Regions from separate parts of the Canis lupus genome. Here region 1 is linked to region 2. The links are chromatin contacts, called in public Hi-C maps. All regions are on one chromosome and are shown on one strand. The core of a region is the stretch at or near the end of the contact, and the rest is flanking DNA. Distances in the headings are between cores, read along the strand shown. Region 1 holds the start of FBXO28 (F-box only protein 28). Region 2 holds the start of NVL (nuclear valosin-containing protein-like).

Evidence for each region. A called contact is a pair of places that touch in the nucleus more often than the background predicts.
Region 1: a contact with region 2 is called in a Hi-C map of blood, with 5 times the contacts expected there. The contact joins the promoter of FBXO28 here to the promoter of NVL in region 2. A contact is called at or near these places in 4 of 9 Hi-C or Micro-C datasets (amygdala, blood and liver).

The regions. Positions count from the first base shown.
Region 1 is chr7:40,152,539-40,156,016 of UU_Cfam_GSD_1.0, forward strand. FBXO28 (F-box only protein 28) reads right to left here and starts at 1,692. Exons shown (of 5, transcript XM_038542887.1): 1 at 1,426-1,692. The coding sequence starts at 1,692. LOC102157245 (a long non-coding RNA gene) reads left to right here and starts at 1,801. Exons shown (of 5, transcript XR_005362327.1): 1 at 1,801-2,092.
Region 2 is chr7:39,991,982-39,995,754 of UU_Cfam_GSD_1.0, forward strand. NVL (nuclear valosin-containing protein-like) reads left to right here and starts at 1,474. Exons shown (of 21, transcript XM_038542883.1): 1 at 1,474-1,599. The coding sequence starts at 1,543.

The DNA.
Region 1 (3,478 bases), core at 442-2,941, 160 kb after region 2:
TATTAATAAACTGAGGGATGTATTTTAACTCTGTCCCCTGAGAAGCTAGTTTTTTCTCCCTTAAGAAATGTTTTAAAAAAGTAAATGACTAACAAACAAAAAAACAGTTTCCCCCCCACACTTACAAAAAACAGAACTGGGAATATTTCAAGCTTTACAAAAGCCATTGTCTGACTGAGGCTCAATCCAATCAAATGTTATGCCCAGTTTCCAGACACCATGAACCTCGATCAAAGACCATCCTTTATAAACACCGGAAAGAACATTTAAGATTCTATATGGAATTCTAGGATGACATGTATGGGAATTCAGGGACAATCAATTTTGAAATATGACTTTTCCACCGAAGAATCTTCCATTCTTGCAGACTGGGGGGTCGGGGGTGGAGGGGCAGAACCGCTGGGTTCACTGGAAAAAAAAAAACCTTGGGTCATCAGTTTGTGCCAGAATTTATAAACTTTCTTTAAAAAGTATGGTTCCCTTTCAAAAGCGCAATTATCATCCCGTTAAAACTGCAAGTGTACACCCAGAGTGTGGCCCGTGAAGGGGAAAATGCTGTACGCTGTACATTCAGAAATACGTCTTTGTCCTCTTAAAAACAATCCCCGCACAGATTTAGCTCCTACACAGAATCGGTGTGCGATCTCTCCAACATGTCCACCTCCTTCGATTTCCTTCCCACTTAAAGATAAATTCCCCGACAGGAAGCAAAACACGTCCCTGAACCAAGCGGTTCGTCACCCCCTCCAGGGAAGGCGGGGGTGGGGGGAGGGGGCGAGGTCGAAGCCCACCGGCTCGTCGGTCCGTCCTGGAAGCCACTCAACTCCTGAGATTTGAAGCTGGCGGGTGGGCGTTAAGTCACTAGTTAGAACACGAACTGCGAGAGAAACCAACCCTGTCCAGGGGCGAGGTGCTCCCCGAGGGCGGAGTGCCGGGCGAGGCCGAGCCGGACGCGCTCTCGGTGGGCTCTACGTTACGGGTCACCTGGGGAGCGGGCCCCCCCCGGAGCTCACGCCCCCCGGGCCCCCGGGCCCCCCGGGCCCCCCGGGTGTGGGGAGGCCTCGCCGACCCTTCTCCATCTCCTCCGACAGGGAGACCTGGGTCCGGGGCTGCGGGGGGCCAGGCTGGGCACAGTGCGCGCTTCCTGCCGACCCACCGAACCTGGCCGGCCGGGCCGCGGGGCCGGGCGCCGGAGCACCCAAGGGGCGACCGGAGCCGCGGGCCGGCGCTGGGACGCCCGGCTCCCGGCGGGGGCGGCGAGCCCCCAGCCCCGCGGCAGGAAGGGGACGCCTCCGCCGCCCGGCGCCGGCACCCCGCGTACTGGAGCCGGCTGTGGCTCCCTCCCCTGGGGACGCGCTCCCCGCTCCGCCCCTCCCCAGACCGCGGCCGGCGGAGGGGGCGGCGGGGGTCCCGCGGGGGCCTCACCAGGCGGAGCTGGCTAATTTCGTCGTAGGACATAAAGCTGAGGATGTTCTCGATGGCTACGATGGGCAGCGCCACCAGCGTGTTGTTTTGAGGCAGCTGGTCGGGAGCCAGCGCCGGGGCTGGGGGCGCCTGGGAGCCCGGCTGCGGGGCCGGGGGCGGGGGCGGGGGGGGCAGTCGCTGGGCAGAGCCGACGGCCGAAGAGGGGCCGCCGTCGCCGTGGCCGCCGCCTCCTTCCTCAGCCATCCGCTCCTCCGACGCCGCCGCCATCTTGGGGGTTTGATTCCTTCCCCCCACTGCAAGGGGACCAGGGCCGCTTCCGGTGCGTCACTTCCGCCCCGGGCCGCGGGGGGGCGGGGCCGCCGAGGGGGCGGGGTCTGCGCGGAGCGAGGCGGCGCGAGCGGGTCTCGGGGTCCGCGGTCGGGGTGGCGGGGTGGCCGGGCCTCCTCCGTCCCGGGAACGGGGCCTTTGGAAGCCCTCCGACCCGAGGCCGGCAAGGACCGGAGGGCGAGGGAGCCCTGCCTGCCCGAGTGCAGCCCGCGGGGGCGGCTTTCTGGGCGCGCCTCCTGACGCGGGCGGGGAGTAGTGTTGCCTGGCGAGTGTGGACGCGACGTGGGCAGCGCGTGGTCGCCGGTGCAGTCGGGCGGTCCCTTCAGGCGGACGGCGGGGAGTGAGTACTCATCAGGGCCACCGGGCGGATGGACCTGGGAAACACCGTGCTGAATGCAAGAGGCCAGACCCACAGGGCAGCATTGGGGTGGGGGTGGGGGGGCGGCACGGGGCGGTGCGCGGGGCTCCGGGGGCCGGGAGTGGGGCGGGGGGAGGGGAGGGTCCTGCTGGGGGATGCAGGGGGAGAAGCGTCCTGCTTGGGGGGGGGGGGGGGGGCGGAGGGAGAGGGATGGGAGAGCGAGAGGCAGCCTGCTGTGGGGACGAGGTGGGGGGGGAGGTCCTGCTGGGGGATGCAGGGGGAGAAGCGTCCTGCTTGGGGGGGGGCAGAGTGAGAGGAGGGAGAGGCATCCTGCGTTGGCGGGGGCCGGGGTCCTGGTGAGGGATGGGAGAGCGAGAGGCAGCCTGCTGTGGGGACGAGGTGGGGGGGGAGGTCCTGCTGGGGGATGCAGGGGAGAAGCGTCCTGCTTGGGGGGGGTGGAGGGAGAGGGATGGGAGAGCGAGAGGCAGCCTGCTGTGGGGACGAGGTGGGGGGAGGTCCTGCTGGGGGATGCAGGGGGAGAAGCGTCCTGCTTGGGGGGGGGGGCGGAGGGAGAGGGATGGGAGAGCGAGAGGCAGCCTGCTGTGGGGACGAGGTGGGGGGGGAGGTCCTGCTGGGGGATGCAGGGGGAGAAGCGTCCTGCTTGGGGGGGGGGGCGGAGGGAGAGGGATGGGAGAGCGAGAGGCAGCCTGCTGTGGGGACGAGGTGGGGGGGGAGGTCCTGCTGGGGGATGCAGGGGAGAAGCGTCCTGCTTGGGGGGGGTGGAGGGAGAGGGATGGGAGAGCGAGAGGCAGCCTGCTGTGGGGACGAGGTGGGGGGAGGTCCTGCTGGGGGATGCAGGGGGAGAAGCGACCTGCTTGGGGGGGGCGGAGGGAGAGGGATGGGAGAGCGAGAGGCAGCCTGCTGTGGGGACGAGGTTGGGGGAGGTCCTGCTGGGGGATGCAGGGGGAGAAGCGACCTGCTTGGGGGGGGGCGCAGGGTGAGAGGAGGGAGAGGCATCCTGCGTTCCTGGGGGCCGGGGTCCTGGTGAGGGATGGGAGAGCAAGAGGCAGCCTGCTGTGGGGATGAGGTGAGGGGGGAGGTCCTGCTGGGGGATGTAGGGGGAGAAGCGACCTGCTTGGGGGGGGCAGGGTGGGAGGAGGGAGAGGCATCCTGCGTTGGGGGGGGCCGGGGTCCTGGTGAGGGATGGGAGAGCAAGAGGCAGCCTGCTGTGGGGATGAGGTGAGGGGGGAGGTCCTGCTGGGGGATGCAGGGGGAGAAGCGTCCTGCTTGGGGGGGGGGCAGAGGGAGAGGGATGGGAGAGCGAGAGGCAGCCTGCTGTGGGGACAAGATGGGGGGGAGGGCCTGCTG
Region 2 (3,773 bases), core at 224-2,723:
AGCCCAGTTAACCTAAGTTTTGAGTATCAGAGTGGGAATCTATATTCAGTGTAGGGATAAGAACCACTGTAAAGGGCAGCGAGGCATGTGATTGGAATTCAGAGGGGAAGGGATCCCTGGGTGGCGCAGCGGTTTAGCGCCTGCCTTTGGCCCAGGGCGCGATCCTGGAGACCCGGGATCGAGTCCCACATCGGGCTCCCGGTGCATGGAGCCTGCTTGTGTCTCTGCCTCTCTCTCTCTCACTGTGTGCCTATCATAAATAAATAAAAAAAAAAAAAAAAAAAAAGGAATTCAGAGGGGAAGATAAGCCATGGTTTCCTGAGCAAGAAGATGGTTGTGTGCCAGCATCTCCCAGCTTCTAATTCCACCTCCCCCCACCTGAATAAACAGTGTTGCCATCAGCCAAATTAGATCTCAAACAGGAATCCTGAGAATAAGATAAACCAACAAGCAAACAGAAAGAAGAGCCGGTAACTGTGCATGTGAGTGTGCCTGTTAACGTTAACTGTCTCTTTGTGTCTTCTCAACTGCATAATAAAACCCAACGGGCAAATACAGATGTTCATCAAAATTTTGGGCCGCTTATGGGTCTAGCTGTAGTCCTGCACCGCATGTACTCCCTAAGCCAGTGGCAGAAAACAGTGCAAGACCTCCAGGTCTCTGGATAAGGCACACTTGAGCTCCCCTGTGGACACCTGCTCACACCTGCGCCCTCCTGCTCACACCTGCACCCCTCGCTCACATCTGTGGCCTCCTGCTCACGTCTGCATTCCCCTGCTCACACCTGTGCCCTCCTGCTCACACCTGCACTCCCCTGCTCACCTGGGCCCTTTTATTCACACCTGCGCTCCCCTGCTCACACCTGCGCTCCCCTGCGCACACCTGCCAGGGCCCGAACCCTCCCTCCTCCCAGGTGGGGCCTCCCTGCGGAGCCAGGTGGCGCCGTGTTTTCATCCTGGCCGCCTCGTTCCAGGAGACCTCAGGTTCGGGTTTTGTTAAGATTCTGGAGGGATCCCTGGGTGGCGCAGCGGTTTAGCGCCTGCCTTTGGCCCAGGGCGCGATCCCGGAGTCCCGGCATGGAGCCCGCTTCTCCCTCTGCCTGTGTCTCTGCCTCTCTCTCCTCTCTATGAGTATCATGAGTTAAAAAAAAAAAAAAAAGGTTCTGGCCGATACTAGCGTCGCACGGAGAAGGCGTGGCTGGACCCGACGCACGAACCCAAGCCGGGCACGGACGTCCGCAGGTCCCCAGAGCGGCGGTGCGCACCTGTGTCCGCGCAGCGGGGAACAATAAAGTTGAGCTTGTTCAAAAGGGGTCTTTTGTCATCCAGGGCCCGCTGGACGAGCCTGCAAAATAAGGCTCCCACGGAGTCCCCAGCGTTGGCAGGTGTCCTGTTTCTCGGGGCGTTCTCCTCACTCGGGACAGCGCCGGCTGGGGCGGGGCGGGCGCGGGCACGGGGGGCGGGCGGCCCGGCGATCGCCGCGGGCAGCCCGGCGAGGACCCCGGCTCCGGTGGAGCCCGCTCCCCGCCTGCGGCCGCGCGCCATGAAGCCCCGGCCCGCGAGGTTCGTGGACCGCAAGCTGAAGCAGCGAGTCGCGCAGGTAGATGCCGGGCGCCGCGCTTTCTCGGTGGCCCCCGCGGCGAGCCGAGCCGGGCCCGGGCGGTGTCCCGCGGTGCAGCCCCGAGCGCCGGGCGGCGCGCAGGGGCCTCGCGCGGTTCGGACCTGGGAGAGGCCGTGGGGCCGCCGGTTCCCGGTGTCCGCTGGTCCGCGGGGAGCCACGCGCGCTGAGTGTCTTGCAGTGGCGCAGCCTCCAAGCGGCGTAAGGAGGAGGGAGACGTTTCACTCTGCGCTTTGGAAGCTGCATCCTCTCACTCTTTTACTTTGCCGGTGCGGTGCCGCAGTTTCCTTTTCGGATGGGTCTCGTGCTACCGAAGTCTAAATAAGTGTTCCTGTGCTGTTTCTCGGTCCTCACACTCCTTTTACTTCCTAGGTGCTGTCACCCGGTCCAGAGCCTTTAAATACTATCTGTGTACGATTTATATGCTCGCCAAAAAATAATACAGATGGAAGATGCCGTATACGTGTATTTGTGAATATGTAAACGTAAATGCAATGAAAACATATTCACTTTATTTTTTTATATTTATTTGAGAGAGAGGGTGAGAGCATGGGGGTGTGGGGTTCAGAGGGAGAAGGAGATGAAGACTCCGCGGGAGCAGGGCGCCCCACAGGGCTGGATCCTGGGACCCTCAGATCATGACCTGAGCCAAAGGCGGACACTCGACCGACTGAGCCACCCAGGGGCCCCTATATATTCACTTTACATACTCCTTATTTCCAAGACTCGTGCGTGCAGTGTGGATTTTATCTTGAAAATCCAGCTGTGGGGCAGCCCTGGTGGCTCCGTGGTTTAGCGCCTGCCTTTGGCCCGGGGCGTGATCCTGGAGACCTGGGATCGAGTCCCACGTCGTCGGGCTCCCTGCAGGGAGCCTGCTTCTCCCTCTGCCCGTGTCTCTGCCTCTCTCTCACTCTCATGAATAAATAAATAAAATCCTTTAAAAAAAAATCCAACTGTGTACTCAACATTTCCTCTTGAATGTCTGATGGGCATCTCCAACAACATAGCTACACTCGATTTTTAGATATTCTCCTCCAAACTGGTCTTTTCTCAGTGTTCTCTATTTCAGTAAATGACACTACCAGTAGTGTCCAGTAGTCAGGGCCAGAAACCTTAACAACCTTCCCAACCATTACTACTCCTTTGTTTCGCTTTCTGTAACCAATGAATTGGTACTTTATTTGCCTTTCCCATCACCACGTACCCCAGGCCCAGCCACGCCTCCCACCGTCACAGCACAGTTGACTGCGGATCTCTGTGGTCATTTTACCTACGTAAGGTGTGTTCTTCACCGGGCTGCCAGGGAGGTTCTTTTAAAGGGAGCTTGGCGGGGCCCTGCTCAAAACCCCCTGCAGTGGGCTCCCATAGTATCTGGGGAAAAACCATCCTAAAGAGTCATGTACTCTGGGCCCCGTCTACTTCTTCATGCTCCTTTTGCTCCCTCTTGCTTTCTGTGTCCTCACCACACTGACCCTCCTGCAGCCCGCAGCTGGCTCTCGGTGTCCCCACCACGTGCTGCCTCACTTCATCAGTAGATGTCTGGATGGTGACTCCTAACTCCAGTGGTCCTTGCTCTCATGGTATGGGACTACTTTTCACCATTTCACATTATCTGTTTTCCTCTATTGCTTTTACTTTGGTTCATTATGAAAACAATAGGTTTTTATGGTTTAAAATAGAAGGGGCAGAAGGGCATAAAAGAAAAGGCATCCCTTTGTCTTCATTTCTGTAGGGGTAACCATAGAGAGTTTCTATTGTATCTAAAATTTTGTATGCCTGTACGACTTATGTGTGTATATATATTATCCACACAGACTCATCTGCATCTATTCTGCTGCTTGTTTTCTTCACCTAGTGGTATATCTTAGGCCTTTTCCCACAAATAGTACATTTGTCTCCTTGTACCTAGCACACCAGTTATTTTTATTGTTACGTGACAAACCATCCTGAAATTTAGCAGATTAAAGTGATTTTATTTCTGCTGCCATCAAGGAACTGTTTGACTTGTAGTGGGTACAAGATGTACACAAATATGTATAATTCAGAATTAACTGTAGTAAATGACAGCATGGTCTAGGAGTCCAGAGCAGGGGAAGATTACCTAGAACAGGACTGTCTTGTCACTGGAGGCAGTGGTGCAGAGACCATTATCCTGT